Linked DNA regions of Gasterosteus aculeatus: region 2 is linked to region 1. The links are chromatin contacts, called in public Hi-C maps. All regions are on one chromosome and are shown on one strand. The core of a region is the stretch at or near the end of the contact, and the rest is flanking DNA. Distances in the headings are between cores, read along the strand shown.

Evidence for each region. Hi-C and Micro-C count contacts between places; a contact is called where the count stands out from the background.
Region 2: a Hi-C map of whole body shows a contact between it and region 1, with 2.5 times the contacts expected there. The contact joins the promoter of gask1b here to the promoter of neil3 in region 1. A contact is called at or near these places in 2 of 6 Hi-C or Micro-C datasets (skeletal muscle and whole body).

Annotation. Positions count from the first base shown.
Region 1 is chr4:2,232,449-2,236,256 of fGasAcu3.hap1.1, reverse strand. It overlaps neil3 (nei-like DNA glycosylase 3), which reads left to right and starts at 2,083. Exons shown (of 10, transcript XM_040174626.2): 1 at 2,083-2,787; 2 at 2,876-2,985. The coding sequence starts at 2,683.
Region 2 is chr4:2,387,276-2,391,083 of fGasAcu3.hap1.1, reverse strand. It overlaps gask1b (golgi associated kinase 1B), which reads left to right and starts at 2,067. Exons shown (of 4, transcript XM_040175222.2): 1 at 2,067-3,039; 2 at 3,465-3,682. The coding sequence starts at 2,157. tmem144b (transmembrane protein 144b) reads right to left here and starts at 1,009. Exons shown (of 12, transcript XM_040172603.2): 1 at 820-1,009; 2 at 532-699; 3 at 307-429. The coding sequence starts at 910.

The DNA of each region.
Region 1 (3,808 bases), core at 834-3,333:
CCCAGCTGTCACCTTCTCTGGTGTCACCAAGAGCTCCTAAAGAAATTAGTTGAAACTGCAACCTCCAGATTGTCATGGTTGCGATGTTTCATTAGGACTACATTGGCCTCGCGCAACAAACAAAACACACCAGTTGTTAAGTGTGCACCACAGTCTGATTGACGGCTTTTTCACCAGCCCTAACTGAGACGAGCATGCAAATGCATCCCAGTTGCTTTGAATCATACCAGAAGAAGGTCAAAAGAGAAAGCACCTTTAGCACTGATGGATGATTTTATGGATGGAATTGCTCTGGTACCCAGCAGCACCGTCAGGAATCTGGGAGTTCTCTTCGACCAGGATATGACCTTCAAATATAAAGAAGACTTCAAGAACTGCCAATTTTCATCTACGTAACATATCAAAATGCGTCATGCGTTTGTCACTTCCAGACTGAACTACTGTAATTCTTTGTTATCAGGCTGCTCTTGTAAATCTCTTAAGCCTCTTAGGTTGATTCAGAATGCTGCAGCACGTGTATTAACAAGAACTAAGACAAGGGATCATATAACTCCTGTATTAACTTCTCTGCACTGGCTCCCTGTTAAATCAAGAATAGATTTTAAGGTACTTCTCCTCACCTACGAGGCCCTTGCATCGTATCTTAAAGAGCTTGTAACACCTTATTGTCCTACAAGGCAACTGCGCTCCATAGATGCTGGTTACTTGTTGTTCCTAGGGTTTTAAAAAGTAGGCTGGGGGCCAGAGCCTTCAGTTATCAAGCTCCTCTTTTGTGGAACCAGGTTCCACTTTCAGTCCGGGGGGCAGATTCCGTCAGCTCTTTCAAAGTAAAACTTTAAACGTTCCTCTTTGATTGTGCCTATAGTTAGGGCTGGCTCAGGTTAGCCCGGACCGGCCCTTAGTTAAGCTGCTATAGGCTTAGACTGCCGGGGGACTTCTTAGGACACACCGAGCTCCTCTCTCACGCTCTCGTTCTACCATAATTCACGTTTTATTAATGCACATGACTAATTCAGCTTCTTTCCGGGAGTTTTTTTGTGCTTTCTCCCCTATCAGGTCTCCGTAGATCGTAGTTCCTTCTGGACCCTGGTCCTGACACCTGCCGTGGCCATGCTGGCGCCTGCTGCTGCCATCATCATCATTATTATTATTTTAGATATTAATCATATTACTGTACTCGTAAACCAACATAACCCTCTCCTAAAGTCTCTGTGCTCTCCCTCCCCACAGGCTTCTATGGATGGTTGTTCTATCTGATGGTGGTTCTATCTGATCCACTCTAATTTATGTAGTAATAACACACCTCAAAACCTCTCCTTTTCTCTCCAAACCACCCCAGGCTCAAACTGTTCTGCCTAATGCCGTATGGCAGATCTACAGCATCCCCCCCCCACCTCCACCAGGCTCAGGGACGGCTTCCCCCCACAGGCCATGAGACTGCTGAACTCTGGAGCTGGTCACATCAGCATTGTTGTAAACTTACTTTGCATTTGCATCTATCGCATATTACTTATTTAATCCCGTGTTTTAACTAATCACAAAGCCACTAAACACGAGGGATGAAGAAAAGAGAAGAGGAAGGAAATGAGCGAGTCTTTCTGTTCAAATGTCAATTTCTTACATTTTACCCATGACACCATCGATTAAAGCTGCTACAAATGTAAGTCGGCGACTTGTCTCTACAAGTCTGTCGTCCCTCAGCTTTGCCCGTGAGGCTCTTCAGGATGAGTGCTGCCGAGTCACGGCGACACTTTCACATCCCTCCCTTTGCCTTATCTTCAGACGTTTTGGAGATTAACGCAGTTCTGACCCCGTGAATAAAGCCAGGAAGCCTGAAATATCAGTTTACAGAAAATGCTCGCTCTGCAACGCAGAATTACATGACATTTGACTTTAAAATAGTGTTGCTGAAACCCATTTTATGGCAGACCAAGTGACAAATGTGTTGAACAAAGTGAGATATTCATCATTAATCATCTATGTGATCATGACGATGTACAAGCCAAGCTACTTGCCTACTTGCAAACTACTTTACTTCCCTACGCGGAAGTCCAGAAGAACACAGGCAAGTCACTCAAGGTAACTCTTCCCCAAAACATCAGCCAACACCTGGTCTGTGGAATGAAGAGACAAAAAAGAGGGAGTAGAGAGCAGGAACAGAGAGGAAGAGGGAGATTAAGAGAGGGAGACAACGAGATGAGGGCTGCATGCGGTAAAAACAGAGAAGGACAGACTGAAGTCATTCAAGCTTTTCTTCTCCCTGAATTATCCCAGTTTTGTCCGAATTTAGTTGGAGCAGATTGTGGAAAACCCAGTCCTTGACATTCAGCCAGAAAGTCATTTGACGGCACCAACTTCTATTTCATCTGAATCTCTCATGCTTCTCTCCCTCCTTTTTTCACTATGACTCTATTTATTTTGATTTCCTCCCCAGTTTCTTTATCCTTCCCAATTACGCAGGGCTGTAATATAATGGAAATGTCTCCGTCTGGACTTGTCAGGACGTATGCACGTGACGCCTAACGTTACTTCCGGAAACAAAGCGCACAGCGCATGCGCGGAAATTGAATAATTGGCGGTGAATCGAAGCGACAACAAACCTTCATTTTTCAAGCCGACCGGGACAGTTTTCTTTTCTCTTTTTTTTTACCGCGTAATGAGATACAAAGTCTGACCTGGAAGATGGTTGAAGGTCCGGGCTGCACGTTGAACGGAGAGAAGATCCGCTCCAGAGTCCAGACGGGGCAGAAATGGAAGGAAAGCAGCGGCAGTTTGACCACATCCACCGTGAGTTAACGTGACGACACCATCACACCCGCGGGTTCGTGTTCCCCTTCTACCGACGAGCACTTCACCCTCCCCGTTCTCCCCACAGACGAACAACCCGGCGGGCAACGCCTTCCGCGGCTTCGTCGGGTGTCCGTACACCGGTGTGCACACGGTGGGCAAGGAGCTCTTCATGCACTTCGGTCCCCGATCGTTGAGGTAACGGATTCACGTCCCCTGTCACCTGGTGCGCTTTCCAACACCCGAGCCAGCATCCTAGTTACTAGACCAGTCAGTACACTGACTAGTTGATATGCTAGCTAGTTAGGTAGGTAGTATACTAGTTAGATTCTTAGTAAAGGATACTACTCGGTATACTAGTTAGGATACCAGTTAGATTGTCAGTAAAGGATCCAGGCGGAAGGTGGTGAGGATCAGGACTAGTATACTACTCGGTATACTAGTTGGTATACTAGTTAGATTGTGTGGAAGGTGGACTAGTATACTACTCGGTGTACTAGTTGGTATACTAGTTAGATTGTGTGGAAAGTGGTGAGGATCAGGACTAGTATACTAGTTGGTATACTAGTTAGATTGTGTGGAAGGTGGTGAGGATCAGGACTAGTATACTACTCGGTATACTAGTTGGTATACTAGTTAGATTGTGTGGAAGGTGGACTAGTTGGTATACTAGTTTGTGTGGTGTACCAGATTGTGTGGAAGGTGGTGAGGATCAGGACTAGTTTACTACTCGGTATATTAGTTTGTATACTAGTTAGATTGTGTGGAAGGTGGACTAGTATACTAGTTGGTATACTAGTTAGATTGTGTGGAAGGTGGTGAGGATCAGGACTAGTATACTAGTTGGTATACTAGTTAGATTGTGTGGAAGGTGGACTAGTATACTACTCGGTATACTAGTTGGTATACTAGTTAGATTGTGTGGAAGGTGGTCATCAGTCGGCAGCAGGAGGCGGTGACAGAACTAGACGGAGGAATCGGTTCATCGTGGTCGATCCATCTGTGTGGAGGAAAGGGAGGT
Region 2 (3,808 bases), core at 818-3,317, 150 kb before region 1:
TCTCGGCATATTTGATCCACGTTACAGTTGAATATACGGTTCAGCAATGTATCCACCGGATAAAATTGTAAGAGTTGTACAAAAGGAAGAGTCGGAAGATCGGCATCCCACAGGAACGGCATGAACACATTGGTTTAAGATGGATTTTTAATTAAGAGGTTCTACGGCAGATGGAGTGTAGACGTCTCAAAGTCCATCGGCTGGCGTCAGGCATCCACACGTGGAGAATTGCTCCAATGAGACTGACCTACGTCAGAAAACAGCACAGACAATTTGGGTTTGGTGTTCTGCTTCATGAGAAATTACCTGTGGCCCAGATGGCACCTCCAACCATCACAAAAGGGTAAAATTTGGGCGACTGAAGTATCAAGTCTGCAACCATAGATACGACCCATATTGATGCGCAGTACACCCACTGAAAGAACATACCTGGAACAACACAGACACCTTATCACAAAAGGCCAAGAAAACACCACCAGGTCACAAGGTCAACATCTATATAAATATACTTTAAGAGTGCTGTAGGATTACCATCGCCTGTCTCTATTCTTTTTATTGGAACCAAGTTGCTTCCGTACAACAGTGACGCAACCACATTGGCAGCAATTCCGTAGCCCAGATTAGTCATGTTGGTGGAGTTGATGCGGAACTCAAATGTTTCCAAGTCGCCAACACCGGCATTTTCACCCAGTTTCACACCTGGAAAATTTAAAAGCAAAACAAAAAAATTCCAGTGTTGTTGGTTTTGGCTAACACACCAGCTGCAGTGTGTTAGCTTCCCACTCACACACACACACACACACCCAAATGATCCCCTACCTTCATCAGCAGAAGGTTCAGCGCGATGGCAGCTCACCACCAGCAGCGTGGTAACAAATAAAAGCAGAGGTGGGCATTTTGCGTCATGCATATTAAAATAAATGTTTGTTTTGTGCAAGGTGGCTGGTGCACAGTGTTAAAAGCAGCTCCAGGGTGTCAGCAGTGGGGGGGGGGGGGAGTGACACTCGGCCAGGTGCCGCCAATTATCCAATCACTCAATCTGACGCGTAACGCTGCAGTGGAGACAGGATAACCGGGAGCGGGAGTCATGGAAATGCATCAGAGGTTGTGGGTCTAATGAGGGTATAATATTAAATGTGATGAGATGCTGAAAAATTCCAACATGTATTTTAGATAAATATAAAAATAAGTAATAATCCCAATATATAGTAAATATTTATAATATATAAAATAGTGGAAGGCGGCTATGTGCATTAAGTACTGTTCTAAAGAGGAATTTTAAGAAACTTGCATAATGCTTAATTTTGCTTAATTTGAAGTAGAGATTAAAATGTAGATCTAACCTGCAGCACATACAGAACAAGGCTTTATTTTACCAACCTCACATTAACGCATCAACATGTATAGTCCACTCATATGACGTAGGCTACATATTATGTCTGTGTAATTGGACATTCTGCATACTGTTAATTAAATGGCTCCTTTAAATAAATTATTTAGTATTTTTACACAATGAGACTGGATACTTCCTGCAGCTTTGCATGTCTAAAGACTAGTTAGCCTGACAGCGCTTATCTGTTTACACCATCGTTTATTTTTAGAAGCGTTGTTATTTGGGTCAGGAAATCCTGTAATGGAAACATCCATCCTTCACTTCCAGCACTCAAGAGGAAATATTAGTTTCCATCTTTTAACTGTTTCCTTTTCACATTTTGTAGTCCGCATTTAGAATAAAGTACCAGCAGATGTCGCCTGAAACGCGTTCATGCCCAAATATTCTGTGCACTTCAAATTTCAATAATGGCATAAAAGCTCTGTATTTTGATGTAAACAAACAATATCACCGTTACGTCAAATGTGCGTTAGACAATTATCCGCTTTTGTTAAGATTGTGATTATGTAAAAATGTGTTTATAGTAACTTGATTTGGTACTTTTTAATAACTTCCTTCATTTGTTATCGTTTTTAGGCTGATGCAAAAAACAACATGCCGTATATGTTGCCATTGATTGTACGGATAAGACATGAGAACAGCTTTCTGTCCATCCCCTAAACGCGCCCTCCCATCCAAAAGGAGTTCTGGGAGCTCCGCGCTCCTCCCAGGTTTGGGTTTCACTCAACAAAGACTGCCAACCATGAAAATAACATAAATTCTAATGGGGGAGTCTCTTTTTCACTGGCTGTTACTCCCTTGTGTGAGACTGAGCAGTAGCTTCCGGAGATGCGCTCTTTCCCACAGGACTTTGATCATCGCGAGCGCGTGCGCGCTTTATTTGTTGGTGGTGGTTTCACACCTCGGACACTCCGGGAAGCTCCGGCACGGAAGCACCGGGAGAGAGAAGTACCGGCACACCCGTGGATTGTATAATCTGGATGTTACAGCCTCTGAGGATTTTAAGATCGGAGCGAGTTTTGCGCTCCCGACACGCTCCAACGTGGTCTACATAACGCTGAAGTCCAAGCGCGTAAAACCGGCACACATCCGGGGTACAATCAGACCCAAACTGAGGAGAAAAGTGAGGAGGAATCAAGATGAACAATATGCTCATTTTACGCGGAGCAAACTCGGCCCTTTGGAGAGGGACCCAGGCCCAAATACGCGCCACTTTGCCTCCAACACCTCGCGGGGAGAAACCGGGGATGTGTTTCGCAAATCCTTGGAGGTAATTCATGCACCTCTCACGCACGCACAGGCAGACTCTCCCGTCAGCTCTATACGGATATACAGCCAGAAGGCGCCGCCCTGGCTCAGCGCACGGGACGTGGAGGCCATGCGCTTTCTGGCGGATGCCAAAGTTTTGCGCGTCAAAGAAGTTTCTCGCGGAGACTCTCCGTCACTTCTGGTCTTCGAGGGCGAGGGGAGCGTTTCAGGGAGCGACCTGAAACGGGTTGCACCGCGGAGCAGCGTGTGTGGAGGGGAGTGTGGAGTCATCAGCAGCCCCGTGGACACCACGCAGGTCTTTGCCTTCCATCTGGACAGGGTGCTCGGGTTCAACAGGACATTGCCAGCCGTGAGCAGACGGTTCGACTTCTTACATGGTACGTCCACACAGACACCAGGAGCGAGTGCCTTATCTGCTGACTGAAGCACAGAGATATCTGAGGAGAATAAATGTCACTTTCTAATGTCTTTAATGCATTTTGCAAATAAAGCCATTGAAATGTAGACTTGTATAAAAGGTGTTATTACCCTTGAGTCTCAATTCCAGGGACAAATTAAAAGAAACATCCTTTAAAAGAAGTGCTGGGGAGTCTGTGGTGAGAGAGAATGACCCTGAAGATCCAACAGCATGTGCTGGACGCTTGTCAGTAGTCTAAAATATGAGTCAGTAAAGAAATATGCAAAGCCAAACATATTTCCATGGCAGAAGTTTAAGGTGTTAAACTTCTTTCTTTCTACTGACGGATCATGAATTGCTCTGTAAGCTTTTCCTGGATGAAACAAGTCTATCTGCCCTCTGCAGACGGCCAGCCCTGTCCAGTGGGGTCGTGGGACGCATCCCTCCTCCCAGAAGGCCGTGCTGCCGGCCGGCCCACCGGGAGGTTAACGTGGGCCGAGTACCAGCGCTCCCTGAAGCAGAGATGCTGGCATAAAAACATCCGCCCAAAGTCGGACTCCGGCTGCCTCCCAGTTCATCACCTCGAGTGGAGCAAACTGGCTCTGTTCGACTTCCTGCTGCAGGTAACGGAGGCTGCTTCAAAATGAAAGACCGATTCATCAATTCAACACTTCAAAAGTACTTCAGCAACTTTCCTGTCCTTCTGTTTAACTTTGTGCAGTTGCTCCACAAATGCTTTTCTAAATAAA